Linked DNA regions of Xenopus laevis: region 2 is linked to region 1. Evidence: chromatin contacts called from public Hi-C data. All regions are on one chromosome and are shown on one strand. Each heading gives the region's core, a stretch centred on a gene start, on an enhancer-like site or on the middle of the called end of the contact. The rest is flanking DNA. Distances are from core to core; before and after follow the strand shown. Region 1 holds the start of LOC108708176 (suppressor of tumorigenicity 7 protein homolog). Region 2 holds the start of cttnbp2nl.L (CTTNBP2 N-terminal-like protein).

Region 1 (7,261 bases), core at 3,526-6,025:
AGACACTTAAAGCTCTATAACTACTTCATATAAAAACATTTTCATAGGAAACAAAGGAACCATGGGACAGGATGCAAAGTGTAGAAACATGCTGCTGTGCATGGCTTTTTCTGCCCTTAAATGAGGCTTTAAACTGCATATGGCATCTCTACGAAGGCAAGTAATTCATGATATACAGTATTTAACCATAATATTACAACCGATAAAACTAACTTATTGCCATATCAACAAGTAAGGCAGCCAGTTTTAGGTTGTATAAGTTGTATACTTGTCAGTTCCTTTGTTCTAGCATATGGATGTGTATTTAAATTGCTATTTGTGAATGGCAAAGCTGTGATATATGTATGACAAAGCATTTCAGTATGTGAGTGGGAGTAAGAATCTCGTTCCATATGAGTGCATCTGGGTATTTGTATGAAAAAGCTGTCACATTTGAATGCCTCAGGCTGGAACACTGTGTGCATCTGCATAATTTCAGTTTGTCAAATTTTGACCATGTGAAATTAATCAGTATGTTTTCTTTATGTTTAAATGTTTATCAAAATACAGTTGCATGGGTGTTTTCTTCCTTAAAAAGGTGTAAGCTTTAGGCAAATATTTTCACCGTATTTATAGAGAGACTTATGGAGTGCCTGTGTGTGTACAACTTATACCCTGAAAGGCTTGCATACCAGCTCATTAAAAACACAGTGGGGCTCATTTCTCAACACTGGGCAAATTTGCCCATGGGCAGTTACCTATAGCAACAAATCAGTAAGTAGATTTTAAAAGCCAGCTGCAAGTAGAATGAATGCAGCAATTTGATTGGTTGCCATGGGTAACTGCCCATGGGCAAATTTGCTCAGTGTTGATAAATGACCGTATGTAAAGAAATCTTTTACAGCCAGGAAGGGCTAAAAAGGAGTTGGGGAGAAAAAAATATATTTAAAATTCACAATGTGCCTTTAAAACCTTCCACAACCTTGGCCTTTTTTTACATGAGCCGCTAGGACTGTATTTTAACATTATAAGTATTATATGTGCATATGTAATGCAGCACCACCCCATTAGCACATACTGTAAAACAGAAAAATAGCGGGATGTGGAATGTGAATTTGTATAAACAATTCAATTAATATCTAACAAGTATTTTTTGCTTAATATATGAGTCAAATAAATAGCACATGAAAAATGGAATTTAAAGGGGATGTAAAGTCAAACAATAATGAATTTACCTCTTCTCCACTGAAAAAGAAGCACCTTTACAATATACTTCATTTGGGAAATCAGTGCCAGTTTTATAAAATAATCAATCTTCTGCAGATCAATTCACTTTAGTCTCTTCTACCTCTGGAAGTTGCCTGTAGAAATTTTTTGACAGACGGCAGCAGCCAGAGTAGTGGGAAACTATTAGAGCTGCTCTGCAGGGCAGGGGTTGCTCACAGAGGTTAGCCTCAATAATAAACACATAAATAACAGCCCCGCTCTGCTTTACTGTAGTTCAGAATGCAGAGCAGCGCTGATGTGCTTCACACAACTTCCACCAGTCGTCTAAGACAGCTTCCAGAGAGAGAGAGTGAATTGAGCTGCAGAAGATTGCTTATTTTATAAAAATGGCACTGAATTCCTAAATAAAGTATTCCTTTTTAGCGGAGAATAGGTAAATGCAATATAAATTTTTACTTTACTTTAATTAACTCAATACTCACAAGTATCAGTCCCGATATAACAGATGAGGTTCCGGTCAAAGCAACATAAAACTTCGGAGTCAACGTGTTGATGAAGACCACCACTAAAAACAAAAAGAAGCTTTATTAGCAGAGCTAACAGAACTTAAAAAAAAAGCAGCCAAACGTGGTAACTTTATTTGACTTTATGGTTATATTTTTGAAACACAACCAAGCCCCTGCTTTGAACTACCACTACCTATTTCAAGCCAATATGGTTGGTATTTTCATTCATCAGATTGCAGTTAAAAAATTATCCTTTCATGTGAGATATGCACAGGCAGCTAAACATTTTTTGACTTCCCTGTTTGTGTGATGAAAAGTCACGTGATTTTTTGGATTTGGTTAGGCCAGGCACTTGGATTTGTCAGAATCTGAATCCTGCTGAAAGAGGCAGAATTTTGGCCAAATCCTGCATCCCTAATATCTTTCCCCTGTCTACCAAGTAAAAAACAAGTGCAGATTTCAACAAAAGCAAATGTGATTGTGCCAAAATAGGTGCAAATGCACATACTGACACCATTTGTTAAAGGTACTTGTGTCCAAATATACTTTTTGCTAAGTATCAATGTGCCCATTCTGCCTCTTTTGCTAAATTGTGTGCAAGTGTTCCTATTGATTCTGGGCAGGTAGTGACAATAGGCACTGCAGACTTGCGGCAAACGTGTCACCAAGCAAAAGCTTAATGCCATGGACTAGAAGTGACATAGTCCTGACTCTGAAAAGTTGCACCTAATTAGCTACCCTGTAAACCATTTTGGTTGACATTAGGGGGGATATGTTGCATTATGGGTAAAAACATCTGGTTATTTGTGTCTGAAATTACACATTGCACTTGCGCTCACAAATTAGCCCTTGCATGTCTCTATTGCAAAGCAGAGAACTGCTACAGCAGAGGAGAATTTTAGAACAGAGAGCTTCCAGGTAAGATGTGTATTGGTCCTTTAGCCTGGTCCTTTAGCCTGATTCAGCATCTTATCTGCCAGTGTGTGGGGGCTGCCGACCGGTCGCCCTGATCGATATCAGGCCTAAAATCGGCCTGATATTGATCGGGCAGGTTTGAATTTTCCTATGATCAAGGATCGTTCAGATTAATCCAATATCGCCCTGCTGTTATTGGGCATATCGAGGAAATATTCGCTTATTTTTGGCGACCTTGCCAAATGAGCGGATCTTATCATGTATGGTCCCCTTTAGCAACCATTTACAGGAAAGTAACAGATAATAAATAATTGTCAGTGACCAGGCATCCTGTATGCCAATACCTTGCGTGTGTGAGCATATGAGCCATAAAATGTAACATATAATACAACCCAAAGTTCTAGGGGTGCTAGCTTTTTCTCCCTTAATAACAATAGCACAGGTGCCAACTAGGGTTGCCATCTCTTGCAAAAAAAAATAAACAAGAGGTTAGGATGATCACATCAGCGGCAGAGCAGATACATATGGGGGTGTGGTCCTGACATTTATGGTCGTGTTTGTGCCTTGTGTGGTCAGGGTGATGACATCAGAGGTGGTTTTGGGCCAGATTATTGTTTGGCTTTCACAAGGCTGAAACCCAAATAAACAGCTGTGATCTGAACAACCCTAAGAAAAAACAAACTGTTTGGGTAAAAAGTAAACAGGTGGCAACCCTATTGCCAACCCTAATTGCAATGCCTGTGTTTACAAATATGCAGGGCCATCAGGGAATGCAGGGGTACTGCAGTCAGGAGCCCAAGTCAGCCTGGGCACCAAGATCGCTAAACATATAATGTTTGGGTCGTGATGGGGGTGTAGCTTGCAGATTAATGTGTGCTATGGTGGGTGGATTGTGGGCAGCTTTTGATATAATTGGCATGACTGCCTGTAAATTTTTTTCAATGTGGCATCAATCTTAATGCCAGCATGGCCCTCTTCCCACAAGCCCAAGTGACCAATCGGTTCAAGGGGTGGTTCACTTCACCTAAGTGAGTTCACCTGGTTCACCCTTTAGTGTGTTATAGAATGGGCAATTATAAACTACTTTTGAATTGGTTTTCATTATATGCATTCTTCAGACTTTTTTGCTGCTTTCACTGTTCACGGTCACTGATCCCATCTAAAAAACAAATGCTCCATAAGGCTACAAACGTATTGTTATTGCTACTTTTTATTAATCATCTTTCTATTAAGACCATCTCCAATTTCATGTGGTCTCTTATTCAAATCAGTGCATGCTTGATAGGGTAATTTGGACCATGGCAACCAGATTGCTGAAACTACAAAATGGAGAGCTGCTGAATAAAAAGAAAAATAACTCAAAAATCACAAATAATAAAATGAAAATCAACTGCAAATGATCTCAAAATATGCCTCTCTACATCATACTAAAAATTAACTCATAAATGAACAACCCCTTTAATAAAAAGGGTCGCTAAATACACTATAGGTTCTTGCAAATGCACCCACCAGACTTATGTAAATCAGCAATTGCAAGCATGGCTGATCAGTTTTCAACATGACAGATCTGCCAGAGACTTTATCTAAAGTAAACACTACAGATTTGCACAGATAAACCAACCACACATAGTTACTGGGGGTACCTAAGGCGACATGAAACAGAAATAAATTTGTATTGCTACGCAGCAGGGCTGGAGCCCAGCTGGAACGCATACATTCTAGGACGCAGGAAGTCCCCGTTGCTATGCAACAGCTCCATTAGCGCGGCCTAGTACCGCACCGTACTGTACTCACCGGACGCCAAATTCTCGTAAAGACGAAGGGGTACTCGGAAGTGATAAAGCGTCACCAGCGAGATTACCATGAAGAATACCCAAGCGTATGCCCAGCAGCGAGATACCCAACCTCTCAATCGGCTCAAGAGCGTTGTACTAGAAAAACCGGAGTTATCAGAGTCTGCCATTTTAATTGTTTATCTTTTCAAGACAGCCAATCCTAAAGGCGTGGCCAACCTCATGGAAAATGGGTGGGGATTGTATGTGGGTGTGACTACAGTAGTATGCCATTTCACTGGTACAAATACGTCTAGCTGTTGCAGAAAGTTGAGGGTAGACGCGGCTTTTACTATTTCGGCGCGGTAAACCTATTGAATCTGAAGCGCTGCATGCGATTGGCTCACCAAAAAAAAAGCCTCAGGAGGTAAATAGGCACGCCCTCCGCTTGTCTTTAGCGAGTTACAGATTAGAATTTTTAAACTACACCCACTTTCTGCCCACACCCCTAAATGTCATAAAAATTTTATGGAAACACAACCCAGATGGACCAGTATACTTTTATATATAAAATTTATAATGAGCACAATGAAGCCAAGATGTGCCAATATAATCCCTAAGTAAAATGGATAGGGGATCAGTGGATAGACTTATAGTATTACTTGCACTTGCTGAAGCAAAATACCAGTAAAAGGTAAGACAGGGCCCCCTGTATCAGTATACAGCACTGGCAAATGCAGACAGGCAAGGCAAGTGCAGAAGCATATTGCTTTGTGGCATAAAATTAACCTCTAAGACTAACTACTATTTTTACCCTAAATTAACTCCTCTCCTAAATGAGCCTTTTTTCCTCCTTTCATTCTCTGTACCCTAATATTTTGCACTTTCCCCTCTTCTTGCAAGTCATTCCCCTTCTCAATTTGTAATTTTAAATTCTTTTATCTGCCCATATGCCATTGTCATACCAATAGTTGGAAAATATAAAGAGGGACAAACATTTTGACCAGACCCATTTTGTGGCCACACCCCCTAAATACCACATCCATTTTACAAAATGTTGCAGGCTATGTAAAGTACACATTTCTGGGAGTTTGAGGGTCAGATTTTATGTGTTATTACAGTTTTGCTAATGAAGGAGAAATGCCCTTTAAGGTGTAAGTCACAGTTTCCACAAGAGACCTGTTTATCTTAAATTGTTACAATTGATATCTTTACTTATCTTAAATTGTTTCAAATGTATCTAAGTGCAGCTGCCACGTATTCTGGGCTCTCTGACAAATGTCTATTATTTAATTAAGTTTTAGAAATGTTTTACCTTTTTTTGGCTGTTCAGTGCTGGAGATCAAAGAGAGACTTTTCATTAGCAATCCAGGACTGCGGGTTGAGTTGTCAAAATTGGGACCGTCCTGCAAAAAAACAGGACAGTTGGGAGGTATGCATTGTCTCCAATTTCTAACTTCCCACCTATGTGGTATTCTTTCAGGTAGCCCCTAAGAGGGTTTTGGGCAGCTAAGCGTTGGACCTGTTTTACAATTAAGATGGGGATTGTTTCCCATTTCAGGTTAAAGTATTTCCCTGACAGTTCAGTGACTGGCAAGGGGCTTCAGGATTCCCTAGTCTTTAAAAGGGGAATTCACCACATGTTTCTGTCTCAGTTGCTGGAGGAGTGTGAGGTGGAGTTAGGCCTAAGTAGATGAATAAGTGCCAGAAAAGCTTTGTAATAGCTATAGGAGTAAGTAAGAGGCAAGTTAGTAGAGCAGGCAGAGGCTTCAACAAGGAGGCCAAGAAGGGTTAACACCTCAGTACTACCTCAGAGATTGTGTACCATTCAAAAAAATTAAACAGTTATCATTTTGTTTCAAGAACCACTAGTGCTTAAGTTATTTGAGAGATCAGTGTTTTTTTATGAAAATTTTTTTTTCTTCTAATAGTATGTACCATTAGATAATATTGCAATGCAGTTTCAAGAAGCACAATTTATTTGAGATCAGCTTTGTGTGTGTGATTCGGTGTGGTTAACCCTTCCTCCACAAGTACAGAAAGAGCCCACCTTAATAGCATGTTAACACATGCTCTACTGGGAGAAGGTAAGTGGCGTGTTAACCACATACAGTCATACATTTCAGGCTACATAAATCCAATGAATGGACAGAGCTGTGTATTTTGCAATTATACTTCATGTTAGAGTTTAAACCTGTATTTTTGTCCAGGGAATGATACAGGGAAAATTACAAAATGTTGTAGAAAGATAATAATGAAGTAAAAGAGAACTTTTTATATGTACTTGTACATGTATATGACATGTACTTTCTGATGTGCATATGACTCTCCCAACTAAAAAGTACTCGCATAACATTGTGGGGCTATATAAATTAATAAAATGGCAATGATGATCAGCGACAGATTACATTTCTGTGTCCTGCCCTTGCTCCACCCAAATCTCAACTTTACTCTGCCTAGGTCTTTCTTTCGCCTGACAACTTTAAGATCCTGTGGATGACAGACCTGGACAGGGCCTATAGGGGTCCTTTACTGATGATGAAGAATATGATGTGACAGCTGAAACTTACAGAATTATAGCAGTATACGTCTATATCTATAGTATATATATATATATATATATATATATATATATATATATATATATATATATATATATATATATATATATATATATATATATATATAGTCACTGCATACTAGTGATATGCAGGTCAGGAGAAACTCAACCTGCACCCAACCCAAACACACAAAATGTTTCCATTGTAGGACCTGCACCCAACCTGTCCCAGGTCATTTCGCTCTGCACTCTACTTTTGTGAACCAGTGGTTCCAAGAGACAGAATCTTCGGGAGCAGTGGA
Region 2 (7,261 bases), core at 3,462-5,961, 400 kb before region 1:
AAGTGTATGAAAATGTGCAGGTAAAAAATAACAGCATAGCAGGGTAAAGTAATGAGCAGGTAATAGTAGGCAAAGTTAAATGTCTAGTATTATATGTTCATGCTAGGTAATTAAAAGAAATACAAACTGGAAGTTGTCAGTAATGGGGGGGGGGGCAAAGGCTACAATATAAAAATGGCCCAAAAATACAACTAATTTATATACATGAATTTATATTTATGAATTTATAAACAATATTTTGAATATGAAGGCTAACAGGTACAACAATCAAGTAGTAAATATATGGTTGCAATTACAGAACTCATGGTGTACCTCTATATTTAGGACCATATTTATTATGCTGTGCTAAACCAAATTTGCTGAAAAACAGTGTAAAATGCTGTGTAAGATAAGTGGCGAATTTATCAAGGTGTGTGTAATTTTTACGCCATGCGAATGCCAGATTTGCCATCAGACGTCACGCTAAGAAAAAACGCATAAAAATTGTTTGTTTTTTACACAGCATAATACATATGCCCCTTAGAGACTCAAACTATAGAATTTTTAGAATGTAAACCTACCACCCTGCAAGTGACTGCAGCCAACTGCTGTGAGGTGAGCCTTTCAAGACTATGAGCAACTCAAATGTGACATCTGTTGGCAGAATCAAAACGACACTCTTTTTTAACAAAGGTAACCTGAGACAAAAGTTAATGCAGATTTTGTCTGGACACTGTGAGAGACACTGTGAAATAACCCTGCTTGCATCTGTATGAAAGGATAGCATCTGCTTTCACTCGCCCTCCCTGTGACAAAGTAAGCTAAGCCACAATAGCAGAGGGAGGGGCTCTAACTCCTGTCCTGAAAGAACTCATAGCTGTAACTGATACACTAAGAGCCAAAAGGCCATATTTGCGTCTAGTAGGCAATATTAGAAGCAATCTTCTTAGGTCTGACCCTGTATGAATAAATATTTATTTATTTATTTATTTATTTATTTATTTTTATATGACTCTTTACAGAAATGATATAAAACACTACCCCTGCATAGCTTTCAATCTTAAGTCCCTGTCATATTTACACCTGCCTGTATAATTTAGAGATAAAAACAGAACACGCAGAGAAAATCCACACAAGCATGGGGAGAACATACAAACCAATAGAATATGGAGAAGCCACACACCACACACTCCCAAAGGTTCTTATCCTGGTGCCCAGTGATAGAGGAATCGGCAGCCTCACAACAAGGGTAAGAAGAATTTCACCGGCACACAGGAATTGTAGTAGCAGGGCAAGCCCTTGCAATTTTATTATGCAGTAGTGCAACGTTTCGGGGTCACGCCCCTTTGTCAAGCAACATACAAACTCCTTACAGATAGCGTCCTGGCTGAAGTCAGACCTCGGACTCCACAACTGCACGGTAATAGTGCCAGCCAGGGGTGCTGCTAGCATGAAGCTAGATGAAAAACATAGACAGCAAAGATTTCTATGCTCCTCAGCCAACAAAAAGTTGCTGATACAACTTTACACTCAACAAAGCCCCCCCTTTCTCTTATATACATCTGACATTAATTTATGCATAACTTTCTTTAATAAATTTAGATAAACATATTCATGTAGTTAACGTTTTCATAACTACAAAAGCATGGGAGTATTGATTTTGCTTGAAAAAAAAAAACACTTCAAATTCCCATTTAATTAATAAATACAGATATGGGACCTGTTATCCAGAATGTTCCAGAGCTTGTATTTTCCAGATAAGGTTACTTCCTGTAATTTGGATCTTGATACCTTAATTAATTATAATAACATATAAACATTAATTGAGCTTAATAGAGTGTTTTGCTTCCAGTAGGGATTTATTATATCTTAGTTGGGATTAATTACAAGGTACTGTTTTATTATTACAGGTAAAAGGAAATAATTTTTAAAATTCTGAATTATTTCATTAAAATGGAGTCTATAGGAGATGGTCTTCCTCTAATTCTGAGCTTTCTGGATAACAGGTTTCTGGATAACAGATCCCATACCTGTACTGTGCAATGGATATCACAGAAAAAAGGATACATTTAGCTGTGTGCACTGACAATTATATGTGTTATCATGTATCCACATTCCTTGGGGATTCTACAGACAGCATGGGGAGGAAGCAAATGAGTTTATCACATTAATAAGGAAAGTTTTCCAGATGTTGTCAATGCAGAAGCAGCCTACAAGGAGGTGAGGAGATATTAGCTGCTAGTTCATAATTTGTAGAAGACCTGTGGTGATGCCACTCTTATGTGACCTGTAATGTCACTGTCACACATTTTATATTTAAAACTATAAGCAGAAACAGATTTAGAGTCGCTGCCCAATAGGACACATGTTACATCAGCAGATACAGTAGTCTGCATATGTGGTGGTCTATTTATTACCACGCTCTGAGCTGTGTGTTCATGTTTGTTTTATTGGGGGGAGGGGCAGTTGTATTGTGTATGGCTGTAAGACTTTAAAGGGATACTGTCATGGGAAAAAAAGTTTTTTTCAAAATGAATCAGTTAATAGTGCTGCTCGAGCAGAGTTTTGCACTGAAATCCATTTCTCAAAAGAGCAAACAGATTTTTTTATATTTTAAATTTTGAAATCTGACATGGGGCTAGACATTTTGTCAATTTCCCAGCTGCCCCTTGTCATGTGACGTGTGCCTGCACTTTAGGAGAGAAATGCTTTCTGGCAGGCTGCTTTTTTTCCTTCTCAATGTAAGTGAATGTGTCTCAGTGGGACATGGGTTTTTACTATTGAGTGTTGTTCTGAGATCTACCAGGCAGCTGTTATCTTGTGTTAGGGAGCTGTTATCTAGTTACCTTCCCATTGTTCTTTTGTTTGGCTGCTGGGGGGGGGGAAATGGAGGGGGTGATATCACTCCGACTTGCAGTACAGCAGTAAAGAGTGATTGAAGTTTATCAGAGTACAAGTCACATGACTTGGGACAGCTGGGAAATTGACAATATGTCTAGTCCCATGTCAGATTTCAAAATTTAATATAAAAAAATCTGTTTGCTCTTTTGAGAAATGGATTTGCAGAATTCTGCTGGAGCAGCACAATTGATTCATTTTGAAAATTTTTTTTTTCCCATGACAGTATTCCTTTAAAGGGAGATTTAGGCATATCAGTATGTGAGTGGGGTGGGTTAGGAGCCCTTAAATATGTAAATGGTTGTAAAGAGTTGGGGCAGTGTGTGGGACCCCTAGGTATCAGTATGGCCATTGGGGTAGGGGAGAGTTGAGAAAGTGTGTGGGGACCTTAGGTAAGTTTATGGACATAGGGATGTTTGGACAGTGTATTAGGGCCCCTAGGTATGTGTATGACCATGAGGACAAATCAGGTAGTGTGTGTGACCTCTCTAGGTATGTTTATGGCTGTGAAGATTTAGGGCAGTGCTTGTTCAGTAAGTTTATGGCAATGGTCAGTGAGTAGGGCCCCTAGGTATGTGTATGGTCATAAGGGATGTTGGTGCAGTGTTGGGACTCAGGTTTGTTTATGGCCCTCAGAAGAGGAAATTGTAGCATCCACCTCATTCACATAAATAGGGTCCACACACACTGCCCTCCCCCATGGCCATACACTACAAAGAGGCCCACAGTTCCTCCTGCACCATCATGCTCATACACATACCTAGGGTCCCAGCACACTGTACCAAACCCACCTCATGGCCATACACATACCTATGGGAGCTGCAGTGCCCCACACTCCCCTAACCCCCCCCCCCCACATGGCTATAAACTTTTTTTGGATTCAGACACACTGCAACATCCACACATATACCTATGGTTCTCAAACACTACTACAAACTCCTATACAGTCATACACATACCCAGGGCTGGACTGAGAGTCAAAATAGGCCCTGGCATTTCAGGTACAAAGAGGCCCAATCAGCCTACACAGAGGCCCAAACAGACCCCACCAGCCCACTAAATACTGACTTTCTATGGCACTTTATAGCAGCCCTTCTGGCATTTGCCAGAACCCACAGATTGCCAGTCCGGGCCTGCACATACCTAGGGACCCCACACTGCTCCATCCCCCTCACAGCCATTCACATACCCAGGGGCTCTAACTTACATGGGATCCGCATAAACCACAACCCCACAGCAATAGCCATACCTGGGGGTACAACACTGTGGCCACTGTGGTCCAGGCACATGATGTTCACACATACCTATGGTCCCCAATAACCCCTAGAGCCACACACATGCCTAGGGGCCCAACACAGCCCCAGCCCTCCTATGGACATACTCAAACCTTGGACCCCTAGGTTGTGCCCACACAATCCCCCACTACCATACACATAACCAGGGGCTCTACACACTGTCCCATACACACCTACACAGTCATAAACTTACATAGTATCCCAAACCTCTGCTTAAAACCTTCCACGGCAATACACATATCTCGGGGTGTGATTCTACACTGCACCCCTTAGTATTCCTGTATTTCTATATTGCACATATTCTTTATTGTTCTTCCAGCTAGTGATAGTAAATGATACTGTTCCTTTATACATTGACAGTAAAGTGATACTGTTTCTTTACACTAGGAACTAGATTCAGCCTGCAGGAGACGTTACTTTTAGTCACATTGTTCCTCATCCCCGCCAGCAGGCTCCCTCCAGCCCACGGTCTGAAAGAGAATACACCGAGCCAGGCTTGGCTGAGTGCAATGAACGCAGCCTATCCCATTCGCAGCCCAATCCCTAAGGGTGAGCAGGAGAGCCAATCCGCTGCCTGTTTACATTCTGCTCTGAAAAGGAGAGGGCTGTCCTCAATGAATAGAGTTGGGAGGAAACCTTCCTTGGAGTCTGCCTGATTGTGTCCTGTTCTGCAACAAAGGAGAAGTGTAAGTGACAAAATCTTATTTCCACGAGTGTCGGGAGGCTTGTGAGTGGGTTTTGGGTGGGAACATAGAACACTGAGGGGTTAGGAGGCATCAGGAAGCATTTCTTTTTCACGGGGGCCTCTCAAGGCTGCTCAATACAGCTGTGCTTTGAGACCGTGCTGTTGGATGGTTGTGCTCAGACGCTGCACATCCTTACAAACTGCATTGCAACTGCTGCTGCCACTTTCTCTTTGTGCTGTTGGTGTGCCTGAGTGAGTAGCTTGACTGGCCAAGAGGCCACACATCTGTGTGTTGCAGTAATTCCAAAACAAAAGATGAATTGTTACAAAAATACAATTTTGCTTAATGCTTATTTTTGTGCTTAGACTGTTGGTGCTTTAGTGCAGCAGAGATTGCTTTTCTGTATTGTCATGTTAGGTGACTGTAACAACTGCCCAGCCTGGTCCTGCGCTATAGTTCCCATTAGGCACCTAGATGCCATGCTTTATCCACTATAGGGCTTTAGACTGCACATTTAGTACACAGATGTGTTTATGAAATATATTTACAGGATTACATATACAACAGAGCCCCCGTTTTATGTATGTTTTTCAGGGGCCCAGAAAAAATGTTGTGAACTCCATTAAAAATTGGTGGGACCACTAAAATTCAGGAAAACTTAAAATCAGTGGGTTGTTGAATTGAGGTTTTACTGTGATTCTGTGTGCTCAATATATGAATGTGAATGGCATACAGATGTGTTATTATTGTATTTATTGTACCAACTATTCCCATTGTGTTATGGCTTTTCAGAAGTTTACAGTACATTAAAAGTCTTAAATATAGAACTCTGTAGAATTCAATTTTTCAGACTTCATGTACATCTGGTAGAATGTTTCTGGCTGGAGGCACCTATGGTCACATCTATAAGATTGTAGTCATATACACTGAATTTTATTGACATCGGATTATTAACAATTAACTTGTATTTAAATAGCACAAGCATATTATGTAGTACTTTAAAGACAACGCTCATCATTGGTTCAGTGGTTAGTGCAGTTGTCTTGCAAGCTGGTATCCTCCAGTATTCTGGGATCCTTTGATTCTGACCTGGGCACTAGCTCAACTTTGCATGTTCTCCCCATGTCTAAAAGGGTTTCCTCTTGCACTCCAAAAACATACAGGCAGGTTAATGTCAGCTGCATGAGGAGCCAATAAAACTACCTGTATGTATTTAGACTTGAGAGAAAACTCACATAGACATGGGGCACACATAGACATTGGCCTGATTGGCTTTAGCTGCAGTATTATTCATTGCAACACCGTGTGATTTCAGAGTATGCATTTGCATTTGTTTTGTGCTTTCTTTTTTATGTAATCCCACACCCAGAAACTGCAATGAACGTTAACAGAAGTCAGTGGCTGTGATTTCTCTTTACATCAAGAGAGTGAAGTCAGATCTGAATTTTAGCTCTTGTGAACAACCCAGTTGTGCATGAGGCATTAAGCCTATATATATCTATAGAATCAGTTATCCAGAAAGCTCAAAATTACAGAAAGGCTGTCTCCCATAGACTCATTTTATACAAATATACAAAAAAATTGAATAGAAAAAGAAAGCATTAGTATGTGCAAAACACAAAGAATGCATACTTGGAAATCACAAAGGCAGGCGTCACCAACTGAGAAATTAGGGACAGGAGCTGCAGCACAGGTTTGTTATGGGATGCTGTGGGGAGGCAGGTGGGGGCAATTCATAAAATAGTTTAGTGCTGGATATTATATTAATTTGTTTTTTGACATATTTAATACATTTCGGAATCACGTTAGAGTCTACCATATTAGAACAATTATATATGGGAACTGGATGTTCACTGTATTTGACTTAGGGATGAACCACAGTGGCCATGCCGGCATTCTTGGCAGCAGCCACTTATTTTAATGGGAAACATGCTGCTTATAATAGACATTGGGGCTGAAGTGGCAGCACTAGGGCCTACCATAGGCAAGGTGTTATTGGAAGTGGTTCTCCCTGGGTGAACTATGGTAGTTAAAAAACTCCTTGTGTCATTAGCCTTGTACATTCACTAGTAGGTGGTTGGCTTTGAACATTTTCAAGTTTCACAGATTTAAAAAATATCCTGAGTTATCTGGGGCTCTAGATTACCCCATCTGCTTATACGTGATTAAAAATAAAGGGGTTGTTCATCTTTAAATTAACTTTTGGTATGAAGAGTGATATTCTGAGACAATTTGCAATTGGTTTTCATTTTTTATTACTTGTATTTTTTTTCCTTTAGCAGCTCTCCATTTAGCAGTTCAGTAATCTGGTTTGCTAGGATCCAAATTACCCTAGCAAAGATGCATTGATTTGAAATAGAGACTGGAATATAAATAGCAGAGGGCCTGAATAGAAAGATGAGT

The links. Hi-C and Micro-C count contacts between places; a contact is called where the count stands out from the background.
Region 2: a contact with region 1 is called in a Hi-C map of the XL177 cell line, with 5 times the contacts expected there. The contact joins the promoter of cttnbp2nl.L here to the promoter of LOC108708176 in region 1. A contact is called at or near these places in 2 of 4 Hi-C or Micro-C datasets (the XL177 cell line and the XTC cell line).

What each region holds. Positions count from the first base shown.
Region 1 is chr2L:77,347,580-77,354,840 of Xenopus_laevis_v10.1, reverse strand. LOC108708176 (suppressor of tumorigenicity 7 protein homolog) reads right to left here and starts at 4,775. Exons shown (of 15, transcript XM_018246603.2): 1 at 4,422-4,775; 2 at 1,689-1,771. The coding sequence starts at 4,590.
Region 2 is chr2L:77,745,305-77,752,565 of Xenopus_laevis_v10.1, reverse strand. It overlaps cttnbp2nl.L (CTTNBP2 N-terminal-like protein), which reads left to right and starts at 4,711. Exons shown (of 5, transcript XM_018246608.2): 1 at 4,711-4,858.